2 separate regions of the Callithrix jacchus genome follow, and region 1 is linked to region 2. The links are chromatin contacts, called in public Hi-C maps. All regions are on one chromosome and are shown on one strand. The core of a region is the stretch at or near the end of the contact, and the rest is flanking DNA. Distances in the headings are between cores, read along the strand shown. Region 1 has its middle 380 kb from the start of ARHGEF28. Region 2 holds the start of ENC1 (ectodermal-neural cortex 1).

The links. A called contact is a pair of places that touch in the nucleus more often than the background predicts.
Region 1: a contact with region 2 is called in a Hi-C map of induced pluripotent stem cells, with 4 times the contacts expected there. The contact joins the enhancer-like site here to the promoter of ENC1 in region 2. A contact is called at or near these places in 2 of 3 Hi-C or Micro-C datasets (induced pluripotent stem cells and skeletal muscle).

What each region holds. Positions count from the first base shown.
Region 1 is chr2:137,083,183-137,088,417 of calJac240_pri, reverse strand. No RefSeq gene overlaps it. Among named protein-coding and RNA genes, the nearest start is that of ARHGEF28, 380 kb to the left of the region's middle. Within about 2 kb of position 3,082, at least 2 of the 16 cell types and tissues checked have an H3K27ac peak or open chromatin away from gene starts, as enhancers often do.
Region 2 is chr2:136,420,155-136,425,502 of calJac240_pri, reverse strand. It overlaps ENC1 (ectodermal-neural cortex 1), which reads right to left and starts at 3,744. Exons shown (of 3, transcript XM_002744865.6): 1 at 3,327-3,744.

The sequences.
Region 1 (5,235 bases), core at 1,833-4,332, 660 kb before region 2:
CATGCCTTGAAACACAAATCATGAATCAGGTGAAGAAAAATATTTTAAGAGCTCTGAAGATTGCTGGTATTCTCGACGACAAGAGCTCTGTGGTCATATCTGAGTCCAGTGTGGGTTGTTGCTGTTTAAACCTGTTTGATTGTAAAACTACAGATGTCAATCATTTTGCAAAATGCTTAGTGCTGGGGATGATGAGTGCCTAGACACAAGCATCTGCTGCTGGGTTTCGCTTTCAGGAGACATTGAGAGAAAAATACAAATGTATCAAGCCAATTAGCATAAGATTGTTGTTATCATGAAGCATTTTGGTTGATAAAAGTATTTCCTTTAATAGGCATATGCATTAACAGCCCCATCAACCAATTGTCAATTTGGTGCCTACTTAGAGCAGTGCTTCTACACCCTGCTGCCTGCTGCCAGCTGCCAGCTGCTGGGGTCCTTGCTCCCTGCTCAGGAGCTCGCTGTGGAATGGATCTGGAGGTGCAGCCTGGGCACTGAGGATTTCAACAGATCCCCACATGGTCCTACATGCAGCCAGAATTCAGAGCTATTGACTTAGATTGGTAGGAAGAAAAGGAGAGTAGGGAAGAAGAAATTCACCGTCTCAAGCATTAAGGAAGCTCTTAGAGTGATCAATCCATTCCAGTTTGCCAGGGATTGTTCTAAATTGAAAACTGAAAATCCTGTGTTTTGCAAAACCCCTCAGTCCCTGGAAAACCAGGATGGCTGGTGACCCCAGTACATTTCCAGGTGTTAAGTAAAGACAAAGGCTCTCAAATGACAATCTTTCCCTGTGGGAAATAGACAAAGCCTCTCTTTACACAACACTTTAAAACCACACGGTTCTTACATGGAAATAAACAATCTCATTCCATTCAGTTCTAGCAAAACAAATGTACTCCCCTGTTCTCGTGATCTGTGTTCCCTGTGCATTGCACTGTGGTTCAGGGCATAGATAACATCCATACAGATTCTAGCACCAATCTGGATAAGTGGATTTATTACAGGGCCCTGTTATTTGAGAAAAGACTTGGCTGATAGCACTGTTTTTCTTCTGTTGCCTTTTGCTAAATCCCAACACCCGAAGATTATCAGTCCTTTTTGAAGTGTCCTGTGATTCCGATTCCAATCAATTTACAAAGGATGTGAGACAAATCTGAACTTACCCCAATTAATGTGTAACTTTGAGAAGCACCCCACCCCCTTGCAAGCATCTTGACTGGATTTCATGGAATCTCATTTGATTCTGACTTCCCACGACTTCCTGAATCCAGCCGTGGAAAGAGGGAGGCAGTCCTTCCTGCTCAGTGAGCATGTTTGGCAGCTTTTGTGGTCAACACCAAGGAGACCGGCCTCTGCTCTGACATGTCTCAGGTATTATATCCATCAAACTACAGGTTTCTGGTGGGCTCTGCCTGCCCAGTTTAGGACTTGTTTTCTGAAGGCCCGGGTATTGGCAAGTGATCTGCAGTTACAGATCAGAATGGCTACCCTGGTCATCAACATGATGCTCTGCAAAAATTTCCACATTTGGAAACACGTGACAGAGGAATTCCAGGGTGCTCCCTGGTGAGCCACGCCATTCATTGTGGGCTCCCTCTGGGCTAGCCATCATGCCAGACCAGCACAGACATGACCGCTTTTTACCCTCAAAAGAAACATGAGAAGTAGATAATACTACCCCTTGTTTTCTATATGAGGAAGCAGGCTTGATGAGAATAAGCTGGTAAGTGACAGAGATGGTAGATGAGAGGATCCGATCTCCCTGTCATCAGGGCTACTGCCGTGGATCTCAAGGGCACACCCTCTGAAAGGCTAGAAATACAGCACCTATAACAGATAACGTTGAGATAGAGAAAGAATTTTAAAATTTCAAGGATATAGCATAACAAATGCCTGGACTTGGAACCACATTTCCTACTTCTGAATCTTGTTTTCACTTATCTGTAAAATGGGTTTAAATGAGTTGATATAGTTAGAAGAGCATTAAGATCAGTAAACACTCTCTGTGGTAGTTGTGTTCTTCTTACTCTTGTCCTTTTTATGATGATGATTTTCTTTTATTCTTTTTCTTTTTTTTTTTTTGAGATGGAGTTTCGCTCTTGTTACCCAGACTGGAGTGCAATGGCACGATCTCGGCTCACCGCAACCTCTGCCTTCTGGGTTCAAGCAATTCTCCTGCCTCAGCCTTCCAAGTAGCTGGGACTACAGGCGCGCACCACCATGCCCAGCTAATTTTTGTATTTTTAGTAGAGACGGGGTTTCACCTTTTTGACCAGGATGGTCTCGATCTCTTGACCTTGTGATCCACCCGCCTCGGCCTCCCAAAGTGCTGGGATTATAGGCGTGAGCCACCGCACCCGGCTCGATGATGATTTTCTTAAGTGTCTTTGATGAGGATACACCTTGAGCTCCTTGGGCCATGATACCACCAGGATTGAGAAGATCCTGGAAGAAGAAGCAGGGCACACTGTGTTTCCCATCACATCATGGCACACTTGCTTTCTTGCATTTTTTTTTTTTTTTTTTCAAAAAAGGGGAAAAGATCCCCGAGTCCCAAACTCTGCTAATACTCATTCAAGAAACTTTGAAGCCAGAGCTGTGTTCAATGCTCTGAGGTTGATGCTGAATAATTTGCAACTGGAGAACAGTTTCCAGCCCATTCCTGGGTCCAGGTTCACTTTCTGTTCAGCAGAGCCACGGTGGATTATGAAGAAACACACTGATTACAGACTTAAATAGGCCACTCTGAGCCATCTGGGTCTATTTTCTCTGTTTTGGGAGTCCCTCCACTGGAGATTCTCTACCGGCATCTGAAATATCCCCAGTGCTGGGGCACTCCCTATCTCGAGACAAAGTCTGTGTCACTCCCCACTAGCTTTGTTATAAATTCTTTCTCTGGATCAATCTGAAATCTGCTTCCCTCTAACAACATCAACAAGTGGACACACAACCTGCCTTCCTGTCAACGTGGAGTACCACCCCACCCTCTCCCACAAGAGGGAGATATCACCTAAGCACACAATTTACGTCGTTGGCAATTTATTCCTTTCCCAAATCTGTTTTCTGAGAGAAAATGCTTCAGTCCCTGATGACTTGTCTTGGTATCATGCTGGAAACAATGTACTCTCTGTGTGAATTGTGTTTTGGACCCAAACAATCAGCATTGCTTTAACAGTATTGTGCAAACATGTCCTAGTGGGCATAAGTATGAGATTTGGTCATTTCAGCCCAAGGCCAGACTGGCCAAGTTTCAGGTTTCAACTGAATCACTGGTTCTTAATCACCTTTATCACCTGCCTTGTTTGTTTGTTTCCTATATATGGAATATTTTACCTCTTCTGATATCATCTTTGACTATTTCTGTTTTCAGGGTAGAATTTTTTATGTCCAGTCCAATGCCTTTGTCTGAAACATAGAGAAGATTCTTTATGTAGGAATCTGCAGGGCCACTGCTTTCTAGGGCTGGAATTAGTTATGAAAGGACATTTGCTATGGTTTTTAAAATGGGCTAGCCCACATTCACACTAATAATAGCTTTCCACTTTGTAGTCAGTTCCGTTTTGGAGTTCAAAGTGCTTTATAGTTATAGCCTAATTATATCATTTTTATTATGTTGGTTAAGTATGAATGCTGTGCTATGTTATTATCTCCACTTTATGGAGGGGAAACTGCAAGGAAGGCCTTAGCATGGGAAAGAAAGAGGAGTTAGAAATCTGGACCCAGGTCCTTGCTCTAGCTGCTCCTCACCTTGGCTGTGTCCTCTTCCCATCCTCCACCATGTCACCCCTTCTTCAAGTCCACTTCATGTTGCTAAGTATGAGATTTAGTCTCATGGGACTTGAAGAATGACTGTAGAAGAGGCTACCTAGAGGGAAAGAAAAGTCAAATATCTTAAAATCCTATACCTGTGTACAGTTATATTTGTATAAACATATTAATACAAAAAAAGGGTCTGGAAGAAGACAAATCAAACACCTTCCTCAACTTTACAGACATTTTCTCTTCCAACCACTTGCATCCCATATGACTCTGGATTCAGTTCAGGCCTTTGTTTTCCAGGTAGGTGTTTTGGGGCATTTTGATTCATCACAATTTATTTCAGCTGTTTTTATTTTATCCCTCAAATATGGAAAAGAAGTTCCTTAAGCCAAAGGGATATGTAATTTGTTTCTTTTGTGGCCCAAAGAGCTCTTGCAATGTAGTAGGGAGAGGGTAATAGTGTTGGTTCAACAAAATCTTAGCTCTCTTCCCATGATGCAGATGACAGGATATGCCACACAGGAATGATGGATGATTCATGCCTAGAGTGTGGGCCTGGAAAGAAAAAGACTTAACCAGTTGACCAAATAACACAATAATTGAGTATTGAGTATCTACCATATGCAGGACATTGTGTTGTGATGTGAGAAGGATGCAAAGAAAGGCAGGATTCTGCCTCTGCCTTCAGGAATTTCTAGTCTCATTGCCAGTCTGTTTGGGCTGCTATAACAAAATATCATAAATGGGGTGGCTTATAATCAACAGGCATTTGTTGCTTACAGTTCTAGAGGCTGGGAAGTCCAAGATCAAGGCATCAGCACATTGAATGGTGAGGGTCCGTTCTTCATAGCATCTTCTTGCTATCTCTTGACATCATAGTAGAGACAAACAAGCTCCCTTGAGCGTCTTATACAAAGGCATTAATCCCATTCATGAGGCTGCACTCTCATGACCATGTCACCTCCAAAAGCTCCACCTCTTAATACTCTCAATGCTATTGCATGGGGAATTAGGTTTTAACATATGAAGTTGAGGGGGACACAAACATTCATACCATAGCACTCACTGAAGGGGTAAGAACCATATTGTGGAGGGGTTGATGGCATCGGATTCACAGCATGGAGATGCGGCTTTGAATCCTTGCTCTGCCATTTATGTGTGGCTTTGGGCAGGTTGTCTAAACTCTTTGAGCCTGAGAATTTTCTTTTGTACAATGAAGACAATAATAATGTGGGGATGACAAATGGATGTCTATAAAAGCATTTGGTACAGTAGCTCATACAGAGTTATGAATCAATAAATAGTAGCTATTAACATTATTAGATGGCTGGTAATTCTAGGTAAAGTCAAAAAGTGGCTCAGCAGAAAAGATACATGGAGAGTTCAAAAGAATGACCAGGGAACCACATGATGAAGGAGGAACCTACAATTAACCTTGAAAGATAACAATGGGCTTTGAAAAATAGGAAAGGG
Region 2 (5,348 bases), core at 2,495-4,994:
CATGCGTAAAACAAACACCCAATAATTAATTCTATTAAGAATTCTTTTGGTAAGATCCAATCTCCCAGCACATACAGTAAATGGGAAATGGAAGACCAACTTCTGCAATGATCAGACCTCTATTTAAATGTTACAGATTAATGTATTTCACTTTATACATATGTTTGAGACCAAGTCTCACTCTGTCACCCAGCCTTGAGTGCAGTGGTGCAATCACAGTTCATTGCAGCCTTGAACTCCTGGATTCAAGTGATCCTCCTGCCTCAGCCTTCCAAGTAGCTGGCACTAAAGGTATGCACCACCAAACCCAGATAATTTTTTGTATTTTTTGTATTTTTTTTTTTTTGGTAGAGACAGGGTCTCGAACTCCTGGCCTCACCTGATCCTTTTGCCTCAGCCTCCCAATTTAAAGATTAATTTCTAACCAGAAAGCTCTACCACTGAAGATTCCTAAAAGCATCCCAATTTGAAGATAACCATATACTGATTAGCAGGCTTTAGTCAAAACACAGAATAAATTCTGGCCATAATCACCGACTACCTGTCTTGCTCTGGACAGCCTCCTATGTAAGGATTTGGCACATAAAAAGAAGAATATTTTGAGTAGCGTACTCATGACTACTGTTTTCTGTTCTTCCTGCTTTATATCAATTTTTGGGAAACCAGTTGCAAGAACAAAAGATTCGCCCCTGTCTTTTGATTAAATAGTGCATCAGCAGGACTGCACTGTTCCTATATACCTGCAAATGCTGGCACCTGCAAAGAGGGCATTCAAAATGCAAACACTGCTTTATTTCAATCAAAAAATACGTGTATTTGTGTGCGTGTGCACGCCTTTGTGTGTGTATTTTACCAGGCCACCCCAGAATTTATTTGCCGGCTACAGTGCTTTCACTTGGTATCTAAACTGAAATTATGGCAGAATCGAATGCTATCTTTTGGTTTTCTTCAGTAAGAAAACAGTAGGGTAGTGACATAGGAAATCCCTATCATCCATCTTCAAAAACTGAATCACACGCCTTCATCCTTTTCTTTTATATTACCCCTCTGTTACTTCAAAGGAATGAAGTCTTCAAGAACCTGCCTACCCAAGGATTCCTAAAGAAGCTGTTTATCCCCAGAGGGTAAATTGTGTGGCTGGTTACAGTATCTGTTCCAGACACAGACAGCCAGTCCTTAGAGCACGGCTGAAACTGTTTCCTTTAACCATTCAGATATTTTTTACATTTATATTTTAAGAATTATTAATAAATGCAAATGGTTTGCCACAGATTCATGGGCTAAAATACTAACCTGCCACTCCCCAACCAGATGTGAACCCCACTGTAAGACACCACAGCAAACCGCAAAGGCAGGGGCATGACACATAACGCCTCATACCATTAGGTGATGCAACTGGTTTTCCTTTCTTTTGGAATGTAACATTTTATGATGAGTAAACAAGGCTTAGTGGAAGAAAGGAAGAAACGAAGTCCTAGAGCTCAAGTGTTAGGAAGTCTTTACAAAGTACCTAGTAACCTCCACAGTGACTTAGGATATGAAAAATGGTGAGGAGCCAGCCTCACTCCCACCTCAAGCTAAGCTTCTACTGTCTACTCCAGTCTAACCAATGCCCAGTGTTCTGAAGAATGACCCTATGAACCTATGGGAATGCATCAGGTTTCCAAAGGGTTAAAACACTCATTTGTATTCTCAACACTCCACCACTGTAGTTGTTATTTTAATTAGTACATTCAATCTGAAGTATCTGGAGGAAGATGTTTAGCCTAAACCTCAAAAGACTGTCTACATACTCCTATGAAGCTGCCGCCTCTCAGGCTAAGAGCGAATGCTACCCTGACTGAAGGAAGAATGAGGCTCCCTGCAACTAAGTGTACAGGAACCAAAATGCTCGCACATTGAGCTGGAATCATGCTGGGCCCAGAACACATTTCCCTGAACATTAGATTCAGGATGGTGCAAAACAACATTCACAACCAGACTTATTTACACCTACGCAAACAATTTGTTGAGAAGACCTCAGGACATAGGATCTACACTCTCTGCATCCTGTGTTTATGCTCCTGTATGTTCCAGGTTAGCCCATCAAGCCAGAAGGAAGAGCCTAGCCTGTCATCTTGGATGCCATCCAGATGGAAAACCAAGTCACACTCAAAATCACAGTCAACATTCTTGCAACAATGTTTGACTAAAATAAAAAGTCAACTTGGAAACCCAAGGGGAAATAATTGCTTTCTGGTTTAAAACTGTGCAAACATCAAAGTATCAGCAGAAACCATGTATACAAGTCACTGAACACACCTTCAGCATAAAATGAATCATCTTTCGAGCATTTTTAAGCCCCCAGAGAAATTACATTTGCATGCCAAGTAAGTAGCCAAGAAAATGCACACATATACTTAACCTGCATCTACAAAGAAGACAGGGAAAAGAGCTGCTATTACCGTGAACATCAAAAGGGCTTCAGTTACAGTAACTTCAGTTCACTTCATGCTCCTAATTCAGGCTCTCTGCCTCCGATGCTTAGCACCCCGCACGCTTCTCCAGGTTTTGAACCTGATCTCAATCCAATCAAAAGAGAAACTAGGCAGATTTTTTTCTGGACATTTATATTGCCGGTAACAATAGAACATTACAAGGATATTGTTAACAAAAAATACCTTCTTGCCGAGTCTTTTTATTAACACTTGCAACGCTATTTAAGAGGCTGGCCGTGCCCACGACACCAGACTGCATGTGGATAAACTCAATGTTTCATCTCCACCCCGCCCATCGATTCCTATCCTTTGTAACTAATAATGTTACTCGACAGATCAAGAAACTAGGTTTTCAAAAAGGAGTTTTCATTCATTCTCTGTAGATATTTTCGCCGCAACATGCCCGCACTCAGGGTGTCTGTGCGTGGCCCCAACTTTCCTCCGAGCCTAGGAGGGTGCAATGTGGGCCAACCATCCCGCGCGCTTGTCCCTGGAGGCTGCGGGGAGAGACACAACGCGACATTCACCCCCAGGAAAGAGCTGCTTTCCGCGGAGGAGGGGGGCTGACTGTATCCTTAGTTCGGCTCCTCGCTTCCCCAGCGGCTAGCCCTGGGCATTGCACCGCGGAGGGGAGGCCGGTCGACCCCTCCAGCGATGCCCGGTTCCTGCCTGCTGTGGGAGGGCAGCGGAGGGCACAATGTTCTCACCAAGAACAGCTCCCCTTGGCCTAAGTCGAAGCGCCCGGCTGCCCGGAGCACGCTCACCCCTCGCGAACACACTCCTGCAGCCGAAGCAGCCCCTGAAGCCAGCAGCGCCTGCAACAGGTCCGGGGCAGTGGGGGAAACTTACAGCAGTGGCGACTGGCCGCAACGCACAACTGAGTTCTAGCTTCGGTCACGGGCGGGAGGCGACGAACAGACCGCTCAGCCCCGGGGAGTGGTGGCTAAAGCCCGGGCGTAAGGAGCGCCGGCCCGGGAGAGGACTGCGCGCCGAACGCTGGCTCGCGAACCGGCTACCGCTGGCGTTCGCCTCCGCTTCTAGTCCCCACGCCGCGGACCCCGTGCCCAGGGGTCCCGCAAAGCGTCTCCCGGAGCGCGTCTCCGGAGCGGAAAGCAAGCCTGCCACTGCAGGCGCCGCGGAAGGAGTTGGGTTGTGCGCTGGCGGAGGGAGCTAGAAAGCGCTGATTGCGCCGGCTGCCGCCTGGCGTCTGGACTCTCCACAGCGCCACCACCACACCGCCTCCTCTCCGGCTGCCAAAGCAGTCTGCGCCTCGCCGCCGCGCGTCCCGCTATAAGTGGCGCGGCGGGGAGGGGAGGGGGCGCGTATGCAAAGAGAGGACACCGGGGGAGGGAGGAAGCGCCTGGGCGCGGCCCGAGGTGTAGGAGGAGGAAGAGGAGGAGAAGGAGTGGGAGGAGAAGAGGAGCTGGGGAAGAGCGTGTCGGGGGAGTTAATCGGGAGAGGAAGCGGGAGAGGGGGGCTGCGGGGAGTTCAGAGAGACAAAGCGGACGCGCTCTCTCAGCCGCTGGCAGCTGCTACTTGGGTAACCTAAAATAAAATAAGTTTTCCCGAGTCCGAATGTCTGAGCTTCTCTGGGCCAGCCTAGTTAATGGACAGCCCCGGATCTAAGGGACCCACCTCAGGGGAGCGAAGCCCGGGGCTGTGAGCTCGGTGATGCCAGAGTCCGCGAGATGTTCTGGAAAGGGCCGCAAGGGGCGAACTGGGTATCCCCAAGACGGGCCCTGGGCACGGGGCACAGTTAGCGCCTTGGGTAAGTCACTTAGAGTGGGGAGAAATAGTGGCAATGGAAGGGCAAAAGTCTGGACACTTTGGGGACACATGGGATGAGCAAGCCAGGAGGTTTAACTTCCTTGTTGGCAGAGAGCCAAAGAGACTCCAGCCCTAGGCATTTCCCATGTGCCCCTTCCCACTCCCCAGCGGGTGCGGCAGCCGTGGCTGGACTCTGCCCTAAGCCAGGCGACTGCGGCGGCAGCCCGGGCGCTGTCCTGCGGGGAGCGCACCACGTGCTTTTCAGCCAATCGCCGCGGCCGCTTGATTCAAAGTGAACTCCTCAAAGCAGCAGCCACGCCACCTCCTCTCCTAGAGATAAAACCTCCATCACCCTCTTCTGCTTTTAATCGCTCGCTGATGTTTGGAGTTCAGTAATGGCCCAGCGCACACACGTTTAATATAGCCCCGCGGGGCGGGAGAAAGGAAGGCGATTCGAAAAATAATCTTGCGTGGTGATCACTTTTACGAATCATTTTTTGATCTTTGCAACTAGAGACTTGTATTTCCACCGGAAGTTAAGATATCTGTTTTTTAATTCGGTATTCGGAATTAAGTCCATAATTGCAACGGATAGATGACGGGTCCAGCCCCCTTGTTTTACAGGCGGGGAACCGAGGCCCAGGGAGATGTGAATTGCCTGGGTCGAGGTCCCTTAGCAACAATGTCCCAGCTCTGCAGCTCGAGAGTGAGGGGCCCTCAACAGAGTCTATTCCGTCCCCGGGTCCCCGCGTTCCCGCACCCCCGCACCCCCGCGCTTCGCCTCCCAGCTTGCTTTAAAATACTAAGCGCAGGAGAGGTTTAAACTGGCCAAGGAGGCTCCACCTGGCACTTCCAGAATCCAGACTACTAAAACCGAGACTGTCAGTTCTTCATTTTAATTTTATTTTCCTTTACCCTTGTTCCCTCCTGGTATTTGAGCCGAGAAATTTTGCTCCTTACAAGGAAAGACAGTGCCCTCTGAAGTCCTTTGTTAGCATTAACTCAGCAGCCTCACCACGAACCTTTAACTATATATGTATTTTTAATGCAGTGTCTCGGCTTGTGGCTGCTTCACAGAGACAGCCCGGATCAATGTATGGCAAG